Linked DNA regions of Arachis hypogaea: region 1 is linked to region 2. The links are chromatin contacts, called in public Hi-C maps. All regions are on one chromosome and are shown on one strand. The core of a region is the stretch at or near the end of the contact, and the rest is flanking DNA. Distances in the headings are between cores, read along the strand shown. Region 1 holds the start of LOC112766690 (endoplasmin homolog). Region 2 holds the start of LOC112764742.

Region 1 (5,381 bases), core at 2,461-4,960, 340 kb after region 2:
ATATATATATATATATATATATATTATTCTTATACTTTTTTGTTCATATTTTGATGTCAATTATTTATACAGATGTGTGCACAGTTGAATTTCAAAAACAAGGTTTACCACATGCTCACATTCTGTTGTTCATGCAACCACAATATAAGCCTAAATCACCCAATGATATTGACTGCGTGATATCAGCTAAAATTCCTTATAAGACTAACATGCCTAGACTTTATGCAGCTATTAAGAAGTTCATGGTTCATGGTCCGTGTGGGCGGCACAACATTAGTAGTCCATGCATGCTAAATGGAATGTGCTCTAAGTTTTTTTCCAAAGCCATTTAGGAATAGAAGTATTATTGACGAGAGTGGTTTCCCAAAGTTTAAAAGGGTGGATAATGGTCATACAATAACTAAGAAGAATGCAGTTCTGGATAATTCTTATATTGTACCATACAATCCTGATCTACTCTAAAAGTATGGTTGTCACATTAATGTGGAGCAACATATCAGACTTCTTCTATTAAATATTTATTCAAGTATGTCCACAAGAGTAATGATAGGGTTACTGCCTCATTTTACCAAACATCTGGTGATCAGTCTCCTCAACAAGTTGTAGATGAGATACGTAACTACTATGATTGTCGTTACATTTCTGCATGTGAGGTAGCTTGGAGGATATTTGGTTATGAGATTCAGCTTAAAGAACCTGCAGTGATTCGTCTACCATTCCACCTACCTGACGAGCAACCAGTTGTTTTCAATGACCATGAGAACATTGCTAATGTTATTCAATGTGTAAATGGTAAGGTTACTAAGTTAGCTGTTTGGATGTTGGCTAATCGTGAGTATCCTTTTGCTAGATCTTTAACATACAACAAGTTTTCTACAAAATTTGTATGGAAAGATGATTCATGCATGTGGTTTCCTCGCAAACAAGACTTTTCTATTAGACGGCTGACTCATGTTCCACGTGGTAACGGTGAGGATTATTACATGAAAATATTGTTAAACATACAAAGAGGATGCATGGGATTTACTGATTTACATACTGTGGATGGTGTGGTATACAACTCATTCAAGAAAACATGTTATGCTTTGGAATTCCTAGAAGATGACAAGAAATTTGTTTATGCAATTCTAGAAGCAAGCACTTGGGCATCTGGAAACTACTTACGAAATCTGTTTGTTGTGTTGTTGATTTCTAATAACATATCTAGACCTGAATTGGTATGACAGCAGTGCTACCAACAATTATCTGAAGATTTATTATATTCATATAGAATTTCAACACTTAATCCAGGTATATCATTCAACATGTTAAATCAATTTTGCTTATAAGATTAAATAATATTTTTTATCTTAAAATACCTCATTAATTGCTTAACAACTTTTTTTTATCTTCATTTTAGATATTCAACTTAGTGATGATCAACTATTGAATATGACTCTTTCAAAGGTTGTGATGATGTTGCAAGCTAATGGTAGGTCACTTAGGGAGTTTAATGGCATTCCTCTCCCTGATTTAGATATCATTGATGGCTTGGATGATCGGATAATAGCTGACGAGCTAACCTTTGATATTGTTGCCCTAAGGAACTAATTAGAAGTTATGTTGTCCCAAATGAACTGTGAACAATAAAATGCTTTTCATAGAATAATCGAAGCCATGAATAATAACCTTGGTGGTTTTTTCTTCATATATGATTATGGTGGAACAGGTAAGACATTTCTATATAGGGCACTTTCTGTAGCTATTCGAGTCAAAGGAGAATTGTTCTTAATATTGCCTCAAGTGGAATTGCATCTCTTTTGCTTCTAAAAGGCCATACAGCTCATTCTAGGTTTAAGATACTTTTGGAATTTAATGAAGATTCTATATGTAGTATAAAACAAGGGTCTCCACTTGCTAAGTTGATTTGCAAAGCAAAGCTTATTATATGGAATGAGGCTCCAATGCTAAATAAGATTTGTTATGAAGTACTCGACAAGTCTTTCAAAGACATACTTAGATCTTCATCATCATACAATGAAGACTTACCCTTTGCTGGTAAGGTAGTCGTACTTGGAGGTGACTTTAGACAGATTATACCTGTTATAAATATGGGATCTAGAAAAGATATTGTACAAGCTATAGTTAACTCATCTTATCTGTGGTCATCGTACAAAGTAATTACTCTTTCTCAGAATATGCGTTGGTGTGCCTGAATCTGAGTCTATTAAAATCAAACAATTTGCTTAATGATTTCTTAGAATTGGTGATGGTCTTGAAGGAGATTCAATTGATGGTGAGTTTGAAGTCAATATTCCAGAAGAGATTCTAATCAAGGACAGTGCTGATGGCTTTGACAATATCATTAAATTTGTATATCCTGGTATACTTATTAATTTACAACAATCAACTTTTTTTTAAGGAGAGAACCATTCTTGCTCTTACACTAGATATTGTGCACGGGGTAAATAATTATATAATAAAGTATATTGAATCCGACGAGAAAGTTTATTTGAGTTCTGACTCCATGTGCGTTGAAAAAGGTAGCATGGAGTCAGAACTTAATACATTTACTCTTAACGTACTAAATGCCATTAACTGCTTAGAGTTATCACCTCATGAACTTATATTAAAAGTAGGTGTTCCTGTTATGTTACTAAAAAATATTGACTAATTTAATGGATTTTGCAATGGTACAAGATTACAGGTAAGGAGATTAGGTAATCATGTAATATAGTGTGTTATTTTGACTGGGGATAAAGTAGAAGATGTTGTTCTAATACTTCGCATGAACATGATTCCTAATAATCCAACGTTATCTTTCAGATTCCAAAGAAGGCAATTTTCATTGCTCATCTCATTTGCAATGACCATTAACAAGTCATAAAGACAGACTCTCAACACAATTAGGTTGTATTTACCCAAACCAATTTTTACACACGAATAACTATATATTATTTTATCAAAGGTTAAATTTAAGATAGATTTAAGAGTATTGATTCAAAATAACACATATATATCTACTTCAACAACAATAAATATTGTGTACAAAAAAATCTTCTAAAATATATCTTAAATTTATATCTTATTTTATTGCTGAATTATATCATTAATAAAATTATATCAGATTAACCATTTATTTCTTATTATTCAATTCACATATTGGTTTAGAACATTATAAAAATATATATACATAAACAAATTTATTTTTTATTATCATTTAAAAACTTTCTTTTAACTACATAAATTAATTACTTCCCATTATATATAAACATTTAACAACCATACGTATATATAATATTATTAATTATAACTTTTAATTATATTAAATTATTATTATATATCTTTTATTCACTTTCCAAAATATTCTCTATGTTTATAGTTATCAACCGTTATTTTTAAATTTGTTTCAATTAATTTATAATTATATATACATAAATTTTTTTATACATGATACGAATTATTACACTAGTTAAAATAATGGAGAAAAATAATGTTAGTGAAATCCATGCAGATCTAAGGCCACCAGAAATTGCCACGTATACAGAAAAACTGGAACCTCGAACCAATAACTTGGTGCCACGTTTCACAAGAGGCAGTGGCATTGCCAATCAAATTGATCGTAGACTTGGAATTACAAGTCGTTCCGTAGGGTCGTCCACAACATTGACGTTCTCCACGTCAAGGGAAACAGAATAAGCCAATAAAACCAAGCCACGTTTCGAGACCACATCTTCAACCGTCAGATCATCCACGGTGGCAAAATGGAGCGAGTCAGAGCCTCGTGTCACAAGTCCTCGTAACGATCACGGTAGCAATGCAAAACCCAAGTATATAACGAACCTGAGAAGAGTGACTGCACTGGTAGAAGTGTGCAAAGCCGAAGAAGGTACTAGAAACAAAGCTAGCTACTACGATGAGGAAGTGGACGCTCCCTTCCGCTCTTCTTCTCCTTTCTCTCCTCCTCCTATTTGCAGATCAAGGCGAGCCATCTTCATTCATTGCACTTCTTCATCTTCTTCTTTTCTGCTCTCTGTTGTTGCTAATCGTTCCGTACCAGCTAGCTAGCTCTTCTACTTCTTAGCATTTCTAAATTTGAATCTGATTTACGATGTTTGGATAGGTCGCAAGCTTCAGGCAAATGCCGAAGCTGATTCTGACGAGCTTGTAGATCCACCTAAGGTTGAGGACAAGATCGGTGCCGTTCCTAACGGTCTTTCCACAGATTCAGATGTCGCCAAGAGGTGCTTCATATTATAATTTTGTTTTCTTCAATTCTGTTAATATTATTTTTGCTTTTGTTTTTGGTTAACCCATTATTTGGTGATTGAAAATGTGTGTTTGTGTGATTCTTAGGGAGGCGGAGTCGATCTCGAAGAGATCTCTTCGCAACAACGCGCAGAAGTTTGAGTTCCAGGCCGAAGTTTCTCGGCTTATGGATATTCTCATCAACTCTCTCTACAGCAACAAGGATATTTTCCTCAGGGAGTTGATCTCTAATGCTTCTGACGTAAGCACATTTCCTCTTATGCAATGCGTTTCGATAATCTTAGACTTCAATTTTCTGTTGATGATGAAAGCTCCCCGTCGTATTATTTTAGGCGCTGGACAAGATTAGGTTTCTCTCTCTCACCGATAAGGAGATTCTGGGGGAAGGTGATACTGCCAAGCTCGAAATCCAGGTTAGCACTACAAATGTTTGACATTATGTCTAAGTAATGAATATATTAGCACAACTGTCGTTTACATGGTTTATTTATATGTTTGTTACTTAGACATTTTACTGCTTGTGGTGAAATGACAGATTAAGTTGGACAAGGAGAAGAAAATCCTTTCCATCCGAGACAGGGGTATTGGTATGACAAAGGAGGATTTAATAAAGAATTTGGGGACCATAGCAAAATCTGGAACCTCAGGTATATATGATATAGCTTATGGCTTATGGCCTTAACTGACAGAATTCCCATTTCTAAGGAGCAAATACATTAACTGAAAACTATCCATACATGCAGCGTTTCTTGAGAAAATGCAATCAAGTGGTGATCTCAATCTTATTGGGCAGTTTGGAGTTGGTTTCTACTCTGTGTACCTTGTGGCTGACTATGTTGAAGTAATTAGCAAACATAATGACGATAAACAGTATGTCTAATTTTCACACCTGATATTGCTTTTTTATTGATAGTTTGTTAGACTGTTGTCCATGGAATCTTACCTTCCTTTTTCTTCTTAAAAACCCAGGCATGTGTGGGAATCTAAAGCTGATGGAGCATTTGCGATTTCTGAAGATACATGGAATGAACCACTGGGACGTGGTACTGAGATTAGGCTACACCTCAGAGATGAAGCTGGGGAGTACTTGGAGGAGCATAAGCTTAAGGTATGAACCTAACTTTTAGTATTGT
Region 2 (5,251 bases), core at 2,043-4,542:
CATTTTAGCTAAATAGAGCCGTCAAATCCAATTCTTGCTTGCTATACTTGGTCATCTAAGTTCAAAATCGCCTATATTAGAAGTTTAAGCATATAGTTTAGTATGATATGTACTTAACCTTTAGTATGTAGGAAAAGGAAATCAAGCTTGTATGTTTTGAATAGTAGCTGTTATATGAACTAACCATCCCTCTTTTAATCCATTTTCAGGGATCGTTGGCATCTTCATCGTTAATCAAAGACGTGGTTTTGGATTCATCTTCTCCCGAAGGTATTTCATCTAGTACACGTGACCTTGTGGGAGATCCACGTGGTGAGATAGGAATCAATAACTCCTGCAAACCTCTGAGACCGAAAAGGTAATTTTGTTTTTGTATTAATGAGTCAATGTTTAACCATGCCATGTTTTGTTTTTGTTCCACGCTTGCGGATTTCATTTTAACGGATTATATCTTATTATTTTATGTCTCTTTATCAGAACACTTATGCCTAAGTCATCCATGTTATCAAGGGACTTTACCTTTGATATTGACGAGAGCGAGAAATTTAAGGTGATTATATGTAGACTTGTAGTCTGTGGTTCTCTGCAATTCCAACTTATATATTCGCTTTTTGTTTTCTTTGTTTTTTTTGTCTCTTTCAATGTTTTGAACTTCTGTTCATACGATAAGTTTGTATTAAGAATACTAGAGAGTCTAGTATAACTATGCTATGGTGGTTATGGTAATTATGCAAGTGTTGTTAACTTAAAGTCATATTTTTTTTTTTTCATTTTGGTAATACTTTTTTTTAAGCAAACACTTTTTAAAAAGCATTGTTTAACAATAGAAAAGCATTATTTTAATTTTAACAATACTTTTTAAAATACTATAGTTAACGTAGTCATCATCATAGTTATATTGGAATGACCCTAAAAATATATGTAAGGTTCGATATTTGTATGGTTTGCAGGGGACAAGAAAGTTAGCTGCAATTGATCAGAAAATATCAAATGGTAGCATCACTCTTCTGCGCTTGCTTAAAGCTAAAAACAACCCTCATCTGTAGCGTGACCACTAAAGAGCTAAAGGAACTAAATTCTGCAACCTTCATCACTTTTAATACGCATTAAACGGTAGGATGTATTTTTTGGGGGAAGGTTATAAATATCTGTGCCCTGCTTCTACAATAGGCGTTTTGGGCTCTTTCCCACAATTAAGCCTTTGACTAATACTGTAAAAAGCTGCCCCGAGAGAGGGACTAAAGTGTGTGTCAAAAAAAAAAAAAAAAAAAAAAAGAAGAATGGAGTGACAAAAGAAAAGAAAAAATGAATGTTCTGATGTTTTTCCCTGGTATTTGAATATTATGATTGTCATTTCAGCACTCACAGTCTAACATTGAACCTTGAACGTTAGGTGTATAAAAGAGTACATCTATTCATGTTTTCGTAGACATGTGCAATACTGACCCAATGTATGGTTTCAATTACAAATATTAGTTGGAACTCGCATCCATTTGGCTAAAAGCATTCTTGACCTCCATGAAAGTAGCTTCTGATTTCTGATATTATCACTATTGAAAACTATTAATATGTCAGAAAATTATTGGCACAGTATCATGTTTCTCACCATCAGAATGGTACTTCGGTGCATGGGTACTATGTAATTATATATAGTTAGATTGAAGAAATAGAAACAGAAAGAAGTCACCGACGAAATTCCTGATAGGAATTTTCTTTGCTTACATATGATCCCATCTATCTAATTATGTGGAGCCTTTTTTGTTGTTACTTCCCGCATCGTTGCCGTGTGTCTTCACATTTTGTGGGTCAATATGGCATTTTGGTTTAGTTGCCAGTCTGATTCTCAACACAGTAGCGTTAAAACTTAAAAGCATTGTTAATATTGTTTATTTGACTTGTTCGCAACTATTAATTCGTACATCACTTGTTAAATATTTTTCATTTTTTTGGATAAAAGTTATTGAACAGAATAGAATAATAAGTTAAAATAAGATGCATCACTAAAATAAAAAACAACATAATAACCCACTTATAATGTTATACACAATATCTAATATAATACACTGACTATAGTGTACTCGCTGGCTACTTAAGGAACGAGATATTATACGAAAAGCGCTAGATATATTCAACCAGCATGGTCCCCCTTCACTCCTCTAGCCAGCCAGGTGTAGATTTCATTTTCCCATCACTCCGACAAGCAATAATAATATTAACATGTCCGTAGTGAAAATATTAATAAATAAATAAAATCAAGTTGTACACAATGTTCGTCGTGAGAAAACAAAGTTTACTCGGCCAATAGAGTGAAGAGCAATTACCAAAAACCCACATGTATATTACCAAGAAGAAGTGATCACACCTTTCACCTCCGCCAACCAATGACTCTACCCACTCTGCTCCCTCCTCCTCCATCCAACAGGCACCACATTCATATCACTCTTAATTATAACATCCTTCACTGTATCACGCAGCAAATAATGCCAAGAGACTTTAAATTGAAGATCAAAACTGAAATTCACTGTGCATTGGTACCAAACAAAATGGAAATTCTTATTTATTCACATGAAATTCCATCTATCTATCTCCGATCAACATTTTACACAAAGCTATTAGTATATAAGTATATATACTCTAAATTAATATGAACAAACACCAAACATTGGGTAAAGCTGCCGCATATATATAATACCTAACCCAAAATAATAATAATAATAATAACAAAATCCAAGCGGAAATCTTGTAGTAACAGCAACGATATACATTTATATATGTTGGTCTCTCTCTGTACCTTTACTAGTATTATGAATTTTGGAAACTGAAGTATTAGAAAGCGGCGTAAGGAATCTGCTGGGGGAGTCTGAAACGGATGTGAGAAGCTGGGGATCTAACCGCGACGCCGTGCCAGCATATGCCTCCCTTGCACATCTCATGGTCATGGTGGTTAATTAGGCTCTGAGCATGACGGCGGCTGAAAGGACACGTGGCTTTACGCGACACGTCCCAAGTGAGTGTGGCCACAAGGATCAAAGCGACTACGGTGGTGGACACAATCACCACAAAGCCACCGCCGAAGCTTTGACCACACACAATAAGCCCGTATGCCTTAACGCACGCGATCACTGCTACATAGATGATCGTCAGGTTGCTCACAACTAGATCACATACCGCCATCAAAAGATAGATGACTTTAACTACTGGCTTGCTTAGCTTAGACACATTCCGTTGCTTTTGTGACTCTCTAACTCTTAGGAATTGCAATGAATAATTGAATATAACAAAAAAAGGAAAGTGAAATGGATCCACTACCTTGTCGTCCACCCGCCGATTTTTTCAAACACCAATCATCTCCCTCCACGTGTCTGTCGTTCCATTTCTTCTTACGTGTCGCTTATGAGTTTGCTTTCCCTATCTTTAACCATCTTTACCAATTTCCACCCTCTTGGTGCTCTTCTTACTCATTTATGATTAAGTTATTAATTACCTTGACGGTTATCCAAAATGTCAAAAATACCCACAAACTAAAAACGTTACCGTGGACGTGACATTATTTAAGGGCTTCACCTTTATATCTCCTAGGCGTCACAATTGACAATCTCATATAATTCTCAAACAAAAATAGTTATTAAAGTTAATTATTATATATTTATTATATTTATTATTTAATTTATTTTTAATATATTTTTATATTTTAATATATTCATGAGTGAAAATAGATTTTGAGGTATAGCTCGTTCTTATGATATTTGAACTGGTTTTTTTTGGAGTAAGGGGAGTGGAACATTGTTTTTTGTGGGGAGGCGGCGTTGGATACCTATAAAGGGACTCCAACGCTCAAGTAAGTAAGAGTATGAGTAATAGAGATGATATTCAGAGTGAATAGCGTACCTTCAGATCAGTAGTTCATTAGTCTTTATAGTGAGTTGTTTGAGTGGTTTGTTATATGGATCAGTTATTCATATCTTTGTTGCAGGTTTGACGGGGTCTGAGGTTTGTTATCATTTGGATTTGTTGGGATGATACTGGCCTGAGTGGGGAGGTCGTTGGGGAGAGTATATCTGCCAGCTATACCAGGTTCCGAGGTTATAGCGGTTGTAGGCCAGGGTTGAGTAACGGATCATAGCCCCCAAGCTTGACCTGTTTTTCTGAGCCGAGGTATAACAGACATAGTTATAAAAATCGGACCGGACCGGCCGGTTCGACCAAAAAACCGGTGAACCGGATTCCTAACCAGTCCGGTTGAGTGATATGATTGGATAAGGAAGAGAACCGTTAAGAACCGGATTGAACAGGCCGATTTTGATAAAAATCGGAAAACCGGCGATTTCTAGTTAACCGACCGGTTCGGAAGCGCTTTTTTTTTTATTATTCATTTTCCAAAACGACGTCGTTTTGGTTAAAAAAAAAAGTCTCGTCGTATACGCACTACCCCCCAAACCCCACTCCCAGGTTCCACTTTCCACTTTTCCCCCCAACCCTAATCCCCTAACGGCTAACCCTCTTCGCCACCACCTCACCCCACTCTGTCACAGTGTCACTCACCCAGCCACCGCCGCCAGCTGCCAGCCGCCAGCCGCCCGCGGTCGTCTTCTTCGTCTCTCCGCCGGTCTGAACTCCGAAGTTTGAAGGAACTAAGGAAGTAGGAACAGGACAGACCCGCGTCTGTCTCTCATCGCCGTCGCCGTTGCCGCGCCGTCGTTATCGCCGTTGCTGCATCGTTGACCTCGCCGTTGCCTCGCTCTTCTGCTGTGTCAAACAGGTTAGCTCCAGTTCTCCTCTGTAGTCTATTCTGCATTTCTTGCTGTTACAGTGTTATGACTTATGAATAATGTTGTTCTGCACTTCCCCTCTGTTCTCTAGTAACCTTAAACTGCAATCTCCTATGTTATTCTATTCTGTGTTGAAAACTTAAAATTTCTGGGATGAATATGCTTGTTGAAAGCTTGAATCTATGAAATATGAATTATGTTGTTTTGTTGATTTGTTCTATGTTGAATATGCTTATTGAAAACGTGAAAATTTGTTGTTTTGTTGATTTGTTCTGGGATGAATATGCTTGTTGACTAATTCTTGAAACCGAGGTGTTGAATATGCTTGTTGAATATGAATAATGTTAATCTAATGTTGTTCTGTTATGAATATGCTTGTGCTGTGAATATTTAAGATTGCTGTGAATAATGTAACTATTTAAGATTGCTGTGAATTTAACTATTTAAGCCTTTAAGGTTGCTGTCTTGCTGAATAGGGAATA

Evidence for each region. Hi-C and Micro-C count contacts between places; a contact is called where the count stands out from the background.
Region 1: a contact with region 2 is called in a Hi-C map of leaf, with 6 times the contacts expected there. The contact joins the promoter of LOC112766690 here to the promoter of LOC112764742 in region 2. A contact is called at or near these places in 3 of 8 Hi-C or Micro-C datasets (all in leaf).

What each region holds. Positions count from the first base shown.
Region 1 is chr17:108,755,156-108,760,536 of arahy.Tifrunner.gnm2.J5K5, forward strand. It overlaps LOC112766690 (endoplasmin homolog), which reads left to right and starts at 3,711. Exons shown (of 15, transcript XM_025812588.3): 1 at 3,711-3,962; 2 at 4,103-4,223; 3 at 4,336-4,489; 4 at 4,581-4,661; 5 at 4,784-4,895; 6 at 4,992-5,118; 7 at 5,218-5,356. The coding sequence starts at 3,896.
Region 2 is chr17:108,417,277-108,422,527 of arahy.Tifrunner.gnm2.J5K5, forward strand. It overlaps LOC112764742, which reads right to left and starts at 3,293. Exons shown (of 1, transcript XM_025810504.3): 1 at 2,529-3,293. The coding sequence starts at 3,174. The coding sequence ends at 2,827. LOC112764740 reads left to right here. Exons shown (of 21, transcript XM_025810502.3): 19 at 210-358; 20 at 478-550; 21 at 951-1,503. The coding sequence ends at 1,046.